Regions from separate parts of the Bombyx mori genome. Here region 2 is linked to region 1. Evidence: chromatin contacts called from public Hi-C data. All regions are on one chromosome and are shown on one strand. The core of a region is the stretch at or near the end of the contact, and the rest is flanking DNA. Distances in the headings are between cores, read along the strand shown.

Region 1 (2,847 bases), core at 152-2,651:
TACCACAATAAAAAGATAGACAAACCAGTTTTATAGAACAGAAAACTAGGTAGTGTTAAGTCCCTGCTAACACGCGGATGTCGCACACACGTTTCCTGTATGTCAGACGTAAATACGTGACCTGAATGATCTCTCTGCACTAAGGTTAATATAGAACAAGAATGAACCTTGAACTTTGTGTGGACTTGCGCAGCCTAATGGAAGGATTCTCTCGCTGATAATACGGAAGTGACTAATGAATAATTACGTTAAAAAAAGATGTGTGGTGTCTCGTGAGACACCGGATAGGAACGTAACACCTTATTATAAAAATATAAATTTTAAGTTCTATTCGAGGTATAAAGCAAAATAATTATTCGGGTACCTATACATTTTTTATTATGATTTTTTTATTGATAAAAATAAATAAAAAACTAATATACTTTACAAAGTTATCATCTTTATTTTATTCACAATAAAAAATATATAATAATATAGAAAGAAACAACTATTTATATGAATAATAATAATTACCGTCATCACGTAGACTATCATTAGACACTGTATAGCCATCATACTGAGACTATACATAAATAACAAAAATCTTACGTTACGGACGTTTTTTTGCCGGTTAGGGTACCCCCTCACATCGGCCCAAAAGGAACTTCGTTCCAAAAATACTGCGCTTCCCTAATACCGCTTGTGGCACCTGAGAGACGGCATTAGAAGATAAAATTTGTTTGACCTTGACCTCGTTCTATATGACCTAATATAGAACAAGAGTTGTTGACAGACCTCAGAAATAAGTGGCTATTGATATTATTGTGCTTCATCGATTTTCAAATACTTTTAACTGTTCGTATGATCTTAGACGACTGATATATTGACTGAATACATTCGCGTGTACTTCATGCGATATCAGAAATATACAGGGAGCATGCGGTATCCATATTCTAATAACTTTAAATTAGCGGAGTCATGATATATGATAAGAATTTAGTTACACTCAAGAGGCCAAGACACTTGCTATAGTAAATTATTTTCGGACTGCCCGTATTAGAGATATTGAGATATTGTTCCCATTTATTATTTCCATCCCATTTTTCTTCCCATTCAGATATTTCACGGGAATTTTAAATATTAATTTTATAATTTTAAATAATATCGCGTGATCAATCTGAAAGATTTGATCTATATACGTACGAAATGAAGACTGAAGATGTTTTCCGTCTATAATCTCGATCTCATTCTTGAACGTAATTTATAAATGTAGGCCATAGCCTTTCCAGACTAAGTTACCATTAAGTACGGAATCCGCAATTTAAAGTTCAACCTATAAAAATATTGGATGTTTGCCAAACATTGGATCCGTGAGAGCACCACTCGAAATGTAAGCCGATACCGAAATTATTAGAGGCAAAAACAATGTTCATCTCGCGTTGCAGATAACAAAAATTCACTATACATTCTCATAGCTCTAGAACGGTAATTGTGAGAACGTGTTTTTTTTCCGTTGTTTTATTTCGCGTTTCAAACAAAGCTGTAATGTTTACGAGCTCCAAAATAGATTGGGTAGCGCTACTTTAGTTTGCGAGCATAACAATCTGCGGGATAACGTTTTTTAGCAATCGAAATCTTTGGTTAATGTTGATCTTGTTCGATATTTTGTTTACACGAGCCGGCTATACCCTGGCCCAAGATCCGTAGGTAAATTTGAGACGTGAAGGAAAGATTTTATTGCATTAAAAAACGAATAACCTACCATTCCGAGTGAGGACCGATATTGATGAATACGAACTTAGAGACAAAGTTGTGGTAGTTTAACCAGAGTTGTCGTTGTTTTGTTTCCATACCTATTCGCTGGTAGCCTAAGGGGCTATTTCAGCTACGTCTGGACCGGTAGGTGAGCTCACGGGTTCAACCTGAGAGAATTTGCTAACACTAGCCCCAGCAAGAGTAGTGCTTCACGGAAACCACCGGATCGGACCCACTGAGAACATCCGGCAAGATACTCAATGGACTGTGTCTATGCTTGAGGGAAACATTGTATATATAGTTTACTATTAATAGTAGATGTTTTGGCGTGATATCACATTTTACATAATAAAATTTACATCAAAACCATTAGATTCATTCCGTTGCTTAATCGAGCGACTTCCCTTTGAATAACAAGAAAAATAAGTCATAAAAAAACGGTGATTCAGATAAGACCACCGCTGTTTTCGTCAACTTGGCACACAGACACTATGTCAAGTGATACACATTGTTTTACAGCCGTGAACTAGTTCATGAAATATCTGAGCTAAACCCATATCTTCTAGGAATCGTGTCATTTAACTGATTTATAAGCCGCTGCGTAATATCCCAAGTGTTATGAATCTTTTAAGATGCTATAAATCGTTGAGGAAAATTATGCAAGATTTTATTATTAGGGCCTTAAAGCGGACTTAGGAGATAAAAGAGTTTGAAAGAAATTATTTTTGTATAGAGTCTTGAAGTTTATGTACACTAAACAGGTGGTTGCCGGCTGCCCCGCAATTTGAGGTCGAAATTTGATTATATAATGGCTGTTCCGCCCTCCAGACCAAAATGAATGCTTTCATGTCAGAAATTAGCGTTTGGTGCACACTTGCAAAATACACAAAAAATATCGGAAAAGATCGGACGATTCACCCCAGTGCCATAGATAAGTCTCGCGATACGCCCTTAGTTTTTTTATTTATTTATTTGGGAAAGAAGATAGCTAGAATCAATCTCGTTATTTATTATTTTATATAAAAACATTTGATCCCTCAGTAGCCTACGATCGACCAGAGAGACAAATTCTGTCGGTTCTGGAGAGTTAAAGCGACGACAATGGTATAAAAG
Region 2 (3,230 bases), core at 348-2,847, 95 kb after region 1:
CGTCTTAACAAACATTTGGCTTGGGATAATCGAATCTATAATTTAAATAAAAGACAAGGTTACGTTTTCATCATTTATACCAGTCTGTTCTAATAATTCAAAGCCACGAGTTCCTAATCTAATCTAACGCACAAAACGGCGCAACGAAATCGAGATACCCAAATCAACATCCAATACCATCATTGCCCGGTCAACAGCCATGATCACCAAACAAGAGATCTCAGAATCGCGTCTCGAATTAAAAACGCTTTTTAACCGGACAAACACAAATGCTCATTTTATATCAACACACTGACACACGAGAATAGATTAATGGCCGCCGAACGCGTTGCGAAAATATTTAAATATGTTAACCTTGATCGTTTGGAACAGTTAACGAGTTGATACGCATGTGTGTTAAATAACAAAAATAACATGTGGCTTCGTGTCTGTTTTATTTTTCTTACATAGCTCTAATCGTGCACAGTGATAATGGGGAAAATCGCAGGCGCATTTTTGAGTTTGACATTCCTTTTTTTTTTAAACGTAACGGACTTCTTACTTGTTTTTGAGCGCGTAATGAGGTCGGATCTCTCGCTGCTGATACTGATTATTGTTATTGTATAATACTTATTCATTTAAAAGTTCGTTTTTCATCTAGATTTTTTTACACGAAAAAAGCAGATACATTTGTAACAATAAAACTAAGTTTACTAAATTAAACCCCAGCACCAAAATAAAATTAATAAATTATTGTGAAAAGAATAAGGACACCTGCACTCATTTTTGTTATCACAACTTTTAATGTTGTTATAACTTCAAACATCCATAAAAACAAAACCGTATTTTTTCCATAATAATTTTGCATAACATCATTTTCAGAGATAATTTAGAGTTGAAAACAAAGTGTTGCCATGCCAGATTTATTAAGGTCCTTGAAAAAAAAGATAGCTAAAATTATATTTAAAATTTTCATCTTACCTTTCCTCCTTCCGTAGGGCCCACAAAACGAATTGCCTTTGCCAATAACATTGTCGTCGATGGCTCTGATCAACTTCTCCTTGTCTTCGTATTTTTCCTCACGGGAGATCGACCCCCATCTTGTGGGTAAGTCTTCTTGCATGGATTCCGATTTGCCTTTTGTGCCTCTTGGCTTTTTCAAAACACTTGTCATAATTCACATAGCACAGCGCAATAAAAATAGTACACTGAAATCACAGAACGCTTTTTTTTGTTTTTATTTTTTTTGAATTTCTAATTCACCAACCGAGTGTTTCTTCGTAAATAGTGCGTTAGTTTATCGCGTTTATCACGTTGTGACGGGCACGTGCTACGTATCGCGCGGCAATCGAACGAATGACGACGACTGAATCTGAACTACGAAGTAATCCGAGAGAGATAACCTTGTTCGAGCGGCGTGGCTCCGCACTCCGCGGCATAGAGCGAGTAATACGTAGGTACATTATTGAATACAAACAGGACGCCGAGCCGGTGACTTGAAGTTCGTGACCGTAAGACCGCACATCGGCGCCCTTCCCGCATTTTCAGGTTGCCAACATAAAAAAAACGTATACGATTAAAACGCGAAATGTTCTAACCTATTTACTTCTTTAGTTCCTGGAATATATTAAGTGTATAATCTATGTTTAGTTCTATTCAATTTGTCATGCGCATGTGGTTGCGGCGAATCGATTTTTGTTTGAGATTTCAATGGAAATTGTTATGTGACTGCATTTCCTTTAGACTGGAACAACTACGGTTGTTATTAGATTTATTTAATGCAATGCGATGTTCGAATCTTATAGGCAGGTGCCAATTTTTCTAATGAAATACGTACTTAACGTATGCATAATATATTCATGATTAACCTTGATGATAAAGGGAAAACATCATGTAATAAAAATCAAAGCCGCCAAATTATAATTTGCGCAATTATTAGTGATAAGACGTCTTGTGAGTCCGCACAGGTCGTTTTTTTTTTATAGCTCACATGGGTGGACGAGGTCACAGCCAACCTTGTGTTAAGTGGTTACTGAAGCCCACAGACATCTATGATGTAAATGCGCCACCTACCTTAAGATATAAGTTCTAAAGTCTCAGTATAGTTACAACGGCTGCCCCACCCTTCAAACCGAAACGCATTACTGCTTCACCCCTTGTGACCTCTTGTGAGTCCGCACGGGTGGGTATCACCACCCTGCCTATTTGTGCCGTGAAGCAATACGTTTCGTTTTGAAGGCTGAAGCAGCCGTTTTACTAGAAAACTGAGGCTTTAGAACTCATGTCTCAAGATGGATGGCAGCATTTACGTTATAGATGCCTACAAGCTCCGGTCCACTCGTCTAAGCAATAAAAAGTGCTCACTAGCTATCACAATAATATACAAAGCCTACGTTAGATTATACAGGTAAAAGGCTATTTGGTTTAAAGGCTTTTTTATGATTTATGTATTACTGGTGGCCCGGAGGCCTTTCTAGTTTCACCAGGACAGGTGGGCGAGCAAAGGCTCAGCCAGGAGGGGTGGGATTTGCTAACAGCTGCCCGAGCGCCTCCGAACAAGACGTAACAACTCAAGAGCAACTGCTTCGTGAATGAATCTACTACCGGATCGGAATCACGACCCGCTGAAAAGATCCGGCGAGAAACTCAGCGGGCTGGTGTTTAGGTTAGGTTGCACGTCGAGCTCTTTGCCGAGTTCGACGAGTACGGTTACCGGGGTCTCTAAGACTGCTCCTAGTGTTAGAGCTGAAGGCGTCTAATGCATGAGTTATTGGATCTGATGGATCCGTAAGGACGTGTAACGACACTTTTACAACTATCCATTATTGATGTGTATCTTTAAATGTAACGCCAAATACCAAATCGAAGAGGGAATTGAAAAAGGTAAACAAATAAATCGAGGGGTGAAATTTGGCTATTTGGTATAAGCGACATTTTTGCAAATTTACAGGAGAACAACTTGAAGTTTAAAATTTGGAAAGAATGTCATAACAAAAAAAAAATAGCTATTTGAATGGAGTAAGCTTAATTGAAGTTCAATTAAAAACATCGAACTGTTGATGCTAATAACAAAGAAAACGCACCATTAATTACAATGATAAATGTCGCGTGTTAAGTGAAATGTTGCTTAAATCAAATAGCATGGCACTCCTCAATGTGATGTCTTAAATATCACGCGTTTAAATACTTTGTGGTCACCGTCCTCGCCAAAACCCGTCGCTTGCGACGAAGTCTCGACGAGTAAATTTACC

The links. Hi-C and Micro-C count contacts between places; a contact is called where the count stands out from the background.
Region 2: a contact with region 1 is called in a Hi-C map of whole pupa, with 1.8 times the contacts expected there. The contact joins the promoter of LOC101744503 here to the enhancer-like site in region 1. A contact is called at or near these places in 3 of 7 Hi-C or Micro-C datasets (all in whole pupa).

The regions. Positions count from the first base shown.
Region 1 is chr14:9,398,805-9,401,651 of ASM3026992v2, forward strand. The region is part of intron 5 of LOC101744503; the gene reads right to left. Among protein-coding and RNA genes, the nearest start is that of LOC101742537, 21 kb to the right of the region's middle. Within about 2 kb of position 1,402, at least 1 of the 8 cell types and tissues checked has open chromatin away from gene starts, as enhancers often do.
Region 2 is chr14:9,493,902-9,497,131 of ASM3026992v2, forward strand. LOC101744503 reads right to left here and starts at 1,598. Exons shown (of 17, transcript XM_038015344.2): 1 at 961-1,598. The coding sequence starts at 1,153. The region is part of intron 1 of LOC101742537 (RIB43A-like with coiled-coils protein 2); the gene reads left to right.